Linked DNA regions of Mus musculus: all the other regions are linked to region 1. The links are chromatin contacts, called in public Hi-C maps. All regions are on one chromosome and are shown on one strand. Each heading gives the region's core, a stretch centred on a gene start, on an enhancer-like site or on the middle of the called end of the contact. The rest is flanking DNA. Distances are from core to core; before and after follow the strand shown.

The links. Hi-C and Micro-C count contacts between places; a contact is called where the count stands out from the background.
Region 2: a Hi-C map of myocytes shows a contact between it and region 1, with 2.8 times the contacts expected there. The contact joins two enhancer-like sites. A contact is called at or near these places in 3 of 484 Hi-C or Micro-C datasets (bone marrow-derived macrophages, myocytes and nephron progenitors).
Region 3: a contact with region 1 is called in a Hi-C map of myocytes, with 3 times the contacts expected there. The contact joins two enhancer-like sites. A contact is called at or near these places in 7 of 484 Hi-C or Micro-C datasets (the C2C12 cell line, the N1E-115 cell line, cerebral cortex and 2 more), 3 of 115 datasets of contacts at active chromatin or transcription factors (embryonic basal ganglia, pancreatic cancer cells and stem cell-derived neural progenitor cells) and 1 of 9 other capture datasets (embryonic stem cells).

What each region holds. Positions count from the first base shown.
Region 1 is chr13:97,773,806-97,776,927 of GRCm38.p6, forward strand. No RefSeq gene overlaps it. Among named protein-coding and RNA genes, the nearest start is that of Rps18-ps4, 24 kb to the left of the region's middle. Within about 2 kb of position 1,411, at least 96 of the 459 cell types and tissues checked have an H3K27ac peak or open chromatin away from gene starts, as enhancers often do. A contact at or near this core is called in the C2C12 cell line, the N1E-115 cell line, cerebral cortex and 3 more, where this site is marked.
Region 2 is chr13:97,335,789-97,338,910 of GRCm38.p6, forward strand. No RefSeq gene overlaps it. Among named protein-coding and RNA genes, the nearest start is that of Gm33390, 38 kb to the left of the region's middle. Within about 2 kb of position 1,608, at least 22 of the 459 cell types and tissues checked have an H3K27ac peak or open chromatin away from gene starts, as enhancers often do. A contact at or near this core is called in myocytes, where this site is marked.
Region 3 is chr13:97,388,941-97,392,062 of GRCm38.p6, forward strand. No RefSeq gene overlaps it. Among named protein-coding and RNA genes, the nearest start is that of Gm33447, 14 kb to the left of the region's middle. Within about 2 kb of position 1,636, at least 96 of the 459 cell types and tissues checked have an H3K27ac peak or open chromatin away from gene starts, as enhancers often do. A contact at or near this core is called in the C2C12 cell line, the N1E-115 cell line, cerebral cortex and 3 more, where this site is marked.

The sequences.
Region 1 (3,122 bases), core at 161-2,660:
CTTGCCCTCATCTGTGCAAGCTCAAGCCTGTCCAATACCGCCATGGAGAGAGGAGTCGAAGATCAAATTCTTCCCCTAGCTGAGGATCTATTGGCCATGGAGAGCTGCTGGGAGAAAGAAAGAGTCAGTTTTCTTTATAGATGTAGCTCCTGATAAGTCACCCACACTCCAGTGGAAGGCCATACATCCAAGAATATACAGACAGCACAGATTGGACTTGGTTGGTATTTAAGAAAGAAAAAACAAATGATACAAAGTTGGGCAGTAGAGAATAGGAATGGGTCCGAGAGGACCCGGGAGATAAGTGGCTAGGATCAGAGAACATTTTATGAATTCCCAAATAACTGATTTACAAACTTTTGTCATGTCATGTATCCATTGTACAGGGTACCATGATTTATAAAGATGCCTTCAGGTTTCACATACAGATGCATTGCACTCAGAGCACATAAAGTAGCAACATGTGTGCCTTGTATGAAGAACCCAGCTCTTGGGGGAATGGCCTTAAATCAGCTTCCCTCTACAGCTTCGCTATTGACAGCTAGTTCTTCACACCTGATTTCATCCCTCTCCTTCTAGTGCCAAGGCAACTTTCAACAAATATCGATTGAACAACCTATTCAAAGTCCAAATCACCGTGGAACAATAGAAAAAAGAACAGAGCAGAATCTGACAAAGTTTTGATTCTACTTCTAAAAACTCTGAGATCTTGGGCTGATTATTAAAGCTTAGTTGTTAAATATAGCAAAAAAAAAACAAAAATCTCAGCTTCGTCTATGGCACATGCTCTAATGAAAGTGAAATTAATGGTTGATGTTACAATTACATAACAAATGGCTACTAGGTTAAAGATACATCTTAGAAATGATAGACTTTTAGTTTTACTATAAATGTTATGAAATGAATCATCAGTAAGAAAAGCTACAATAACTACAATTGCATAGGTCAAGCACACTACTAAAATAGTCGTGTAAGATTAGTATTTACTTTTAATAAATGAAGTAATTGAGACTTAGGGAAATTAAGTCTTTTGCTCAATATCATATAGCTCATCAGATGGTGGGAGTAGGATTCAAAGCCAGATTGCCTGGGTGTGGAGTCTGCTCTCCCCCGGGACAGCTCAGTCTCTGCTAATGTGTATCATTGAACTGGAAGACAAAGAGTCAGGGAGAATCAGCTGTCAGTCCACATTCTCTCTCTTGACACTGGTGTGGAAAGACACCATGAAGAAAGAATTACGAGCAACAGCAGCGGCTGCAACCTCCTTTTTCGGGATAAATAGATCAGAGAAGTAAATTGTATCCTGGACAAGCCTAGAAAGCACAGAATGTGCCTAAAGACTTCCACTGACTGCTCAGGCCCAGCCAGAACAATGCCAAGTCTAAGCCAGGCTGGGAACAAACTCCAAAGCAGATATTGCAGCAGCTGTGCTCGGTGACGTCATCAGCATGCTTGGTGCCCAGCTGCATGGAGCCGTGCTGGCTGGAGATGCTGCATCACCAGTAGTGAACGCCCAACTCCTGCTCCCCTGGGATGCTGGGAATGCCGGAGCAATGGCCACTGACTTCATTCCAAAATGGCATCTGGCTCTGGAATCCCTGCCTAACCCCATCTCAACACAAAGACAAAGTCATTCCTTCATCTCTCTCTCTCTCTCTCTCTCTCTCTCTCTCTCTCTCTCTCTCTCTCTCTCCTTTTCCTGAAGCTACTATAATTTTCTGCAATGGTTCTGCTTTGTTAGATTCTCTCTGTTTAAAAACAGTAAGAGGGGAGCTGGTGGGATCATTCAATGGGTGATGGAACTTGCCACCAATCCTGATGACTAGAGTTTGTTCCCCAGGGCTCACATGGTGGAAGGAGAGAACTGACTGCCACAAGTTGCCCATTTGCCTCCATGACAGTGCCATAGCACAGTGCACCCACACACAAACATGTACAAATCATACATACATGCATTCACACGTACATGCATTCATAATATGTGCATTCATACATACATGCATTCATATGTATATGCATCTTTTGAAGCAATGAGAAAAAGGGAGATGCTCTCATCTCAGTTCCAGGAAGTAAACAAGTTTCTAAATCCTCTCTCTTCTTTGAAAATTATTTAGCATGTTTCCTACAGACTAGCAAAATGTCGCCATTTCCCAAGTAGGCAACACCTGACCTGGAGCTGGTTGGGGGAGAAGAGGGAAGAGTGAATCTGTCTTCAGACACAGAGCTGTGGATAAAGACGGATGCCTGCTAGGTGTGATCTGGACTGCCACACACCGAGCGTTCAGCAGAGACCAAGGCTGGCGATGCAGATTGGAAGACACATGAAACCACAGGGTAAAGTCAAACTGTAAAGATTAAATCATAACTGCTGCAGCAAAGAACAAGGAGCAGTCTTGGTGACCCGTCACCATCGTCCTGAACGTCCTCATACTCCAAGAAGATCTTGGTTCCACCCCTGGATGGGGAAAGAACCCCCTCAAAGACTCAAAGACTTCCATTCCAAGAATTCTACTAGACTCTCAGCTGATTTTCTGTAGCGCTCTTGAAACCCTGTCAAAATAAAGGTTTGTGAAATTGTTGTAAACTTGGAATTATGAGCTTCCTAGAGAAATGTATAGAGACACAGCAGTGTTTGGTGTATTATGTCTCTTGGAACTGTAAGTAATAAGCACAACTGAGTCACTTTTCAACATTTTCAACTTTCAAAATGTATTCCACCTTTCTAACGGAAAACGTAAACTTTAAATCGTCACAATATTGCTCTGCGCACTTGAGTTTCCTCTCTCCGTGCTCCTAAACAGAAGTCTAAGCAACACGAGTCCTCCCAGCTGCTGATGTCCTGGTGGTACCGGTCCACCCCTTGAAGAGTAGAAGCTGAATAGGGAAGCTAACAGGTGTTGCAATAAAGCTTCCAATAACCTGAGGCCCAAGGAGCCAGCTATGGTACCCTCATCTGAAGATGGCTCAGAGGGAGGGAGTGTTTTTCTTTCTAATTACAAGACACTGTGAAGCTGTCAGGGTGCCAATGGTGACAGAGAGCACTGGTGGCCATTGTTGAATAGCTGAAACCTTGGCCAGGCAGAAAGCCATTGGAAAGGGTCCAGGTCAAAACAAGAATGTGG
Region 2 (3,122 bases), core at 358-2,857, 440 kb before region 1:
GAGCATTGCCTGCAGAGCCATCTAGTCATACTTGTAGCTCAGGTGGAAGGAGCCCAGGTCATGTGACTTGGATTGCTGGGGAATAGCTCTAAAATGATGCTACTCTTTGACAAGATCATTCTACTTACATTCAAACTAGGCATTTCAAGTAAGTAAATGGGGCTGGAGGTGTGGTTCAGTTGGGATAGTGGTTGTCTAGCGTATGTGAAGCCTTGATTTGATTCCTGATACTGAATTCCACACTGGGCGAAGCTTGAGGGTACGTATGAGACCCTAAAGTCCCGCCTCTGCATTGATACATTTCCTCTAAGAAGGCCACACCTTGTCCATTAGGGCCACATCTCCTAATAATGTCACCTCCCATTGAGCCAAGTATATTCAAACCACCACAGCTGTAATATTAGCATTTGTGAGGTAGAAGCAGGAGGGTCAAATGACCGACATCATCCTTAGCTACATAATGAGTTACAGGCCAACCTGGATACTTAAGCCTCTGTCTTCAAAAGACATTGTTGTTACATCACAGAACAGACTATGAAGATCAATGAATTGGCCACTTGGCCTATTCAAATTTCATCCCTCTATCTCCTCACAGTCCGTTGGAGCTCATGAACATTAGAGGACTTGCCAGGTGCTGGGGGAAGCTACTGGTGGGTGATGGAGAGGAAGATGACCCACAGGTGTGCTTCATCTTGATTAGTTAGGATGCTCATGCGATATCAACTTTCCATCTATTTTAGGAAGCCACTAGTCCCTTCTAGAAGCCCCAGAGAAGGATATGAGGTCACCCTTTGGGCGGACTCTTCTGAGTCTCTCAATGTCTGCTGCTGTTCCCATCCCAGAGTTTCCTTTTCATCTGTCTATACCCCTCCCTCTTCCAGCAAGAACTCTTTATGAACACAAAAGATGTTTAGGAAGCAAAAACTAATTTTGCATAATGACTGACACTTGGTTGCAGAAAGGAAGCATTTACGTGTCATTTACTTTCCAGAAATTTCCAAGCAGTCTCCGAAGGTCTCCAAAGTGGTACTTTCATTATTGCCAAAAAGGAAAAGGGCCGAGACATGTGCTGCATTGATGTTTGAATTTGGAGTATCTCTTCCTCTAAATTACAATTAGGCCAGCATTGGGAGCTTCAGATACTACCAGGGCTTATATGTTCTAGTGACACTTTGCAACACTGAAAGTCTATAAAATATGTTCTCCTGGCTGGTACAGGCCTGTAGCATCAGCTATGGAAAAGACTAAGACAGGAGGGTGACTTGAACTCAGGAGTTAGAGACCCCATGGCAATACAGTAAAATAATATAAAATTAAATGAAAGCAAATCTAAAAGTCTTAGAAAATGTTTGTCCTTCCCAGTTATGTGAGATGACGGGGTGGCTCTCAAGTGTGCCCGGGTTGAGCGTGAGGTGACAGATACACGTGTATATCTAGGCCTGACCGCATGTTCCAGCTTTGCCTCCAATTCCAAATATTTAGACCTGTGGTTGGAAAAGTATTTTGACTTCGGAAGAAGATGAAGTCTGCCTTGGGGAATGAGCAGGTGGCTCATCTCCGCCTTCATTTGTACGCTCCAGTTTGCTTTTGTGGCGAGCAGATCCCAGGCAGCCCTCCAAACCTCCGAATATGGATTGTCTGCTTAAAATTAGCAAGATGACCAAGCTGTCTGTGTCAGGCCCACTTCCAGTTTCCCATCGATAGGTTCCGTGACCTGTTTGGCAAGCTGTTCCTGTCTCCCTTGCCAGAGAGACTGATGGGCCACTGGTGATGGGTCCCGGCAAGGCTTCAGTCACCTCACACCGACTGCCAGCTGTGATGTGACTCTGAGCTGGGGTGTCAGGGATGCAGGGATGCACAACAGACTCTGAGCTGTCCTGTTACAGCAAGAAGATTTCTCTTTCCAAAACAGAAACGATGGCTAATAAATTTCTGATACTAGCTCCCCCCTCCCCCCCCCCCCGACATCCATTTATCCTTTGGCTGGAGAGCAAAATGAATTAGCCACGGAGCCAAAGGGCACAGGTTCAAGGCTTCACTGTGAGAACAAAACTTTAATTAGGAGTTTTGATTACTTCTCATAGGATATGTAGGATTCCAAGCTTTATCAACCCTTGGAAGAATCTAATGGATTGAGAAAAAAATGGTTTTTTGCTAACAGGAAACAGAAAGAGACTGATTTTAAAAAGCCCAAAACATGGGGGTCTGCTGTGAATTAGCATGTTTCCCACGGGCAGCTAAACAGTTTCAGATATAAATTACTTTCAGTGCCTTTCCCCCTCTCGCTCCACACAGGAGCTTGTGTTTCCTGCTCATTAACAAAAAAAAAAAAAAAAAAAAAAAAAAAAAAAATGCCACTGTATTTCCCAGTCTCCCTGAGCCAGCCAGCCCTGCTGTTTTCTGTGTGTTTCTGACTAATAGGGGGGTGGGGGAGGGTTGGTCTAAGACTGAAGTTGCTTAGAGGCTTAGGCTACCAACTCCGGGGTCTGTGGGGATGGCACAGGGGCTCTGTTGAATTGAGGTAGCCATTGAAGCCTCCAGATTCTATCACACAGGGCTTTGTCTCTCTTCCTGTTCTGTCTCTCTGTCTGTCTCTCTGTCTGTCTGTCTGTCTCCCCCTCTCCTTCCCGCTATGTATCCAAGGGTGATTTTGAGCTTCTGCTCCTACTTCTTTCACATTCTGAGCACCAGGATTGCATGCGCACGTCGGTTATTTGGTGATGGGGATTGAACTCAGGGCTTTGTGTGTGCTAGGCAAGCACACTACTAACTGAGCTGCGTCCCCAGCCCCACTAAGCATTTTCTTTGTTAGTGTCCTCTAGATAAAGGGCTAACTCCAGGACCCCTGACTGCCCACCCTGGCCAGTCACCGTATCTGCATACAAGGAAGGGTCGTTCTTCCTTTAGGTCCTGGCATCTCCACCTGCACGCTCTACACTTAAGTATTCATGTTTATTTTTGAGTGGGATAAAAACACATTCTTCTCTCATCCATTCTCATCTTGTTTCACCACCTCCTACATACAGGGCATTGTGCTGAGTGTCAGAGATGTCACTGTGACCCAGGTAGATATAGCCATGCCCCAAAGAGGCTTGGAAGACCAAGGATAAAAATATGATGTA
Region 3 (3,122 bases), core at 386-2,885, 380 kb before region 1:
AGAAATGGAATCGAGCGTAACCACTGGCACCAAATAGTTAGCAGTCTGGCCCCGGGCAGACGGCAGAAGGTGTCTGAACTGCTCCCAGATTGCCGTGGCCAAAGGGCAGATACTAGAATGTGATATTTCTGTGCTCAGAGTAATTGGGCTTGTGGGGAATGCCAACATGGACAGTGCTCAGTGTCAGTCCCCATCCAGAATTCCCACGAACACCCCAATTCCCGCACCTTACCCTGGATTGCTGAGGTGGGGTGGTGTCCTTTTCCAAGAGCAGCCACAGCTTGCTTATCTGCTGTGTGGATAGCCCACTTCACAGCTCATTCACAGCAAACTTAAGGCCAAGCTGGGAGCTTTCCCTTCAGCCCTGTAGCCGCCCACCTCCATACGGCCAGGGAATGCTGAATCTTCAGTGCCAGCAAGCCAGCGTTTATGGAATGCCTGACATGCGGCTGACTTTTTATTAGGTCAAGTTTTCATACAAACCTGATGCTATGAGTGGCATCTTCTTATCTTCCAGATTAGGGAGCCAAGACAGTTGTCTTGGGCACACCCATCAGTCTGCAGTAAGATGCCATCCAGGCTAACCATAGCATTTGATAGTTTGAGTCTTAGAAACTTTCCTAGGCTGAGATGAAGCTGAAATGATTTTTTTTTCCAGGTTAGGTTGGCAAGTGTTAGGCTAGGCTCTTTTCATATTAGACAAGCTAACCATCATGTAATATTTGAAAGGAAGAGAACTAATTCTAATTCAGTTTAACATGTAATTCACAATTTTTATTTGTTTTTTTTCCCATCCATGGAATCCTGCCACCCTGACAATGCTTTTACAACTCTCCTTGTAGCACCTGACTCTCAATTTCATGCCCTTTAAAAATAATCTTAACATTTATATTAAAGACACTTACATTATTCACTTAAGTAGACCACAGCTTCTACGATAAATGTCTATGCATTTCTTTTTCTAAGTTATTATCTTAACTTTAAAATCCACCTTTAGTAAATATGCAGAATAATGGATATCTTTATATTAGTTTCACACTGGTGTATCAGCTGCATTTTGTTTATTCAATAAATTTCAAGATGGAAAACAGAAAAAGAAATAATTTGGGGGCTGGTGAGATGGCTCAGCGGGTAAGAGCACCCGACTGCTCTTCCGAAGGTCCGGAGTTCAAATCCCAGCAACCACATGGTGGCTCACAACCACCCGTAATGAGATCTGGCTTCCTCTTCTGGACTGTCGGAAGACAGCTACAGTGTACTTACATATAATAAATAAATAAATAAATTTTAAAAAAAAAAGATGTTTGGGTTTTTTTAAAAAAAAAAAAAAAAGAAAGAAATAATTTGGAACAAAGTTGGGTAAAGCATCTTTACTGCTAGGTGCTATTCTTATAGGATCGATTATAATGTAGCTAAGTAAATATTTGTACCTATTGCAAATATATATATTTCAGAATACTTTGCCAAAGGAAAGCAATTTCTGTGTATATTACAGAAGGCCCCTTTGTTACTATCTCTATTTAAATCCTATGATGTCATTCCTTGTCCTGCTGTGCATCATCGTTTCCATAGTAACAAGGCAGCAGTGGGAGGGGACAGCCATTGGCTTTTAGGATGGCGGGAATGCATGGAAAGTTCCACCTTCCCTAGCAATGTGCAGATTACTTCAGCGTGTGATAAACAACGCAGAAAGTGACACTGTTCCAGGAAGCAGCTTGTTTGGCTTTCGGAATGTGTCTACTTTCCTGACAGCTTTTCTTCATCTTGTGCTGTCTTTCTTGCCTGCCCTCCTCCCCCAAGACCAAAATAAAATCATTAAAAAACAAAACTCCTGCCTGACGTTCCATGTGACTCAGTGACAGCTGTAGGAGTTTGTGCTGCCAGAGATAGTCCTGGGCAGAGCGCTTGCACAGGCTTAACTGCAAAGTGAATTCGACGCTAGATCTAGTCAATGAGAGCTGTCGGGATGTGACTGAGGAGGGAGGCGTCTCTTTGGAATTGAAAGTCACCTCTCTCTCTCTCTCTCTCTCTCTCTCTCTCTCTCTCTCTCTGTGTGTGTGTGTTCACTTAGGCATTGTTAGAATATTGTAACATACTTAGATACTTGATGTTTTCCATAGATGATCTTAACTCTGAGAAATATGCCATCCTTTCTGGGACACCAAGAAAAGGTTTTCAGATATGCACTCCTACCTTTATGTATTTTCAAAATCAAGTTCTTTAAAAATTTTTATGATTTTATGTTATATGTATGGGCATTTTGCCTACTTCTGTATCTGTGCACCATGTGTGTGCCTAGTGCCTGCAGTAGCCGGAACAGCATTTTCTCTGGACCTGGACCTGCAGTAGGTGTGAGACCCCACATAGCTGCTGGGAATCCAAACCCGGGCCTCTGGAAAAGCACAGTGCTCTTTACTAATGAGTCGTCTCTACGGCCCTGAGCTAGTCATTAATTAAAAACCACTTTTTGTTAATCACTTAAGTATCTTGTACAATATATTGATCATGTTCACCCTCTTCCTCCCAGGTCATCTTCTCTACCCAGATAGCTCCATGTCCTGGTTTTGTTTTTAAAGAGGTATTCTTTTTGAGGTAGTCATTAGAATTAAAAGAACACTGTGGGTATATATATATATGTATATATATATATATATATATGTATATACATATATATATATGTGTGTGTGTATGTGTGTGTGTGTATTTTTTTTGAAAAGAGGAGAGCTGTGTTAAGTATTCATTCTTTGCACACTATGCACATAGTTAGCAATTGGAATAAATGCAAGTGCAGAAACTGTGTTCCTGTAAACCTGAGGAAATATCTGCCTCCCCTCACTTTGAGGCCACATGTGATTGCTCTTCCTAGCCAACCATTGATATTGTCATGGGCATTGTTCTTAGACATTTACCCTCTATGTTCAACTTTGTTGGTCAATGTCAGTAGATCACAGATCAACATTTCAACAGTGATGTGCACCTTCTATGCAGTATGCTGACTACTGAGACAAGAGCTTGGGGTGGGGGGAAGCAGGAGACTCTACAGTTTATCATGCAGCCCTCCCCTAAGCTATGTTAGTACCCTCCTTCCATGGAGGATCTTCAGGCCACCTTCCTCAGGTATC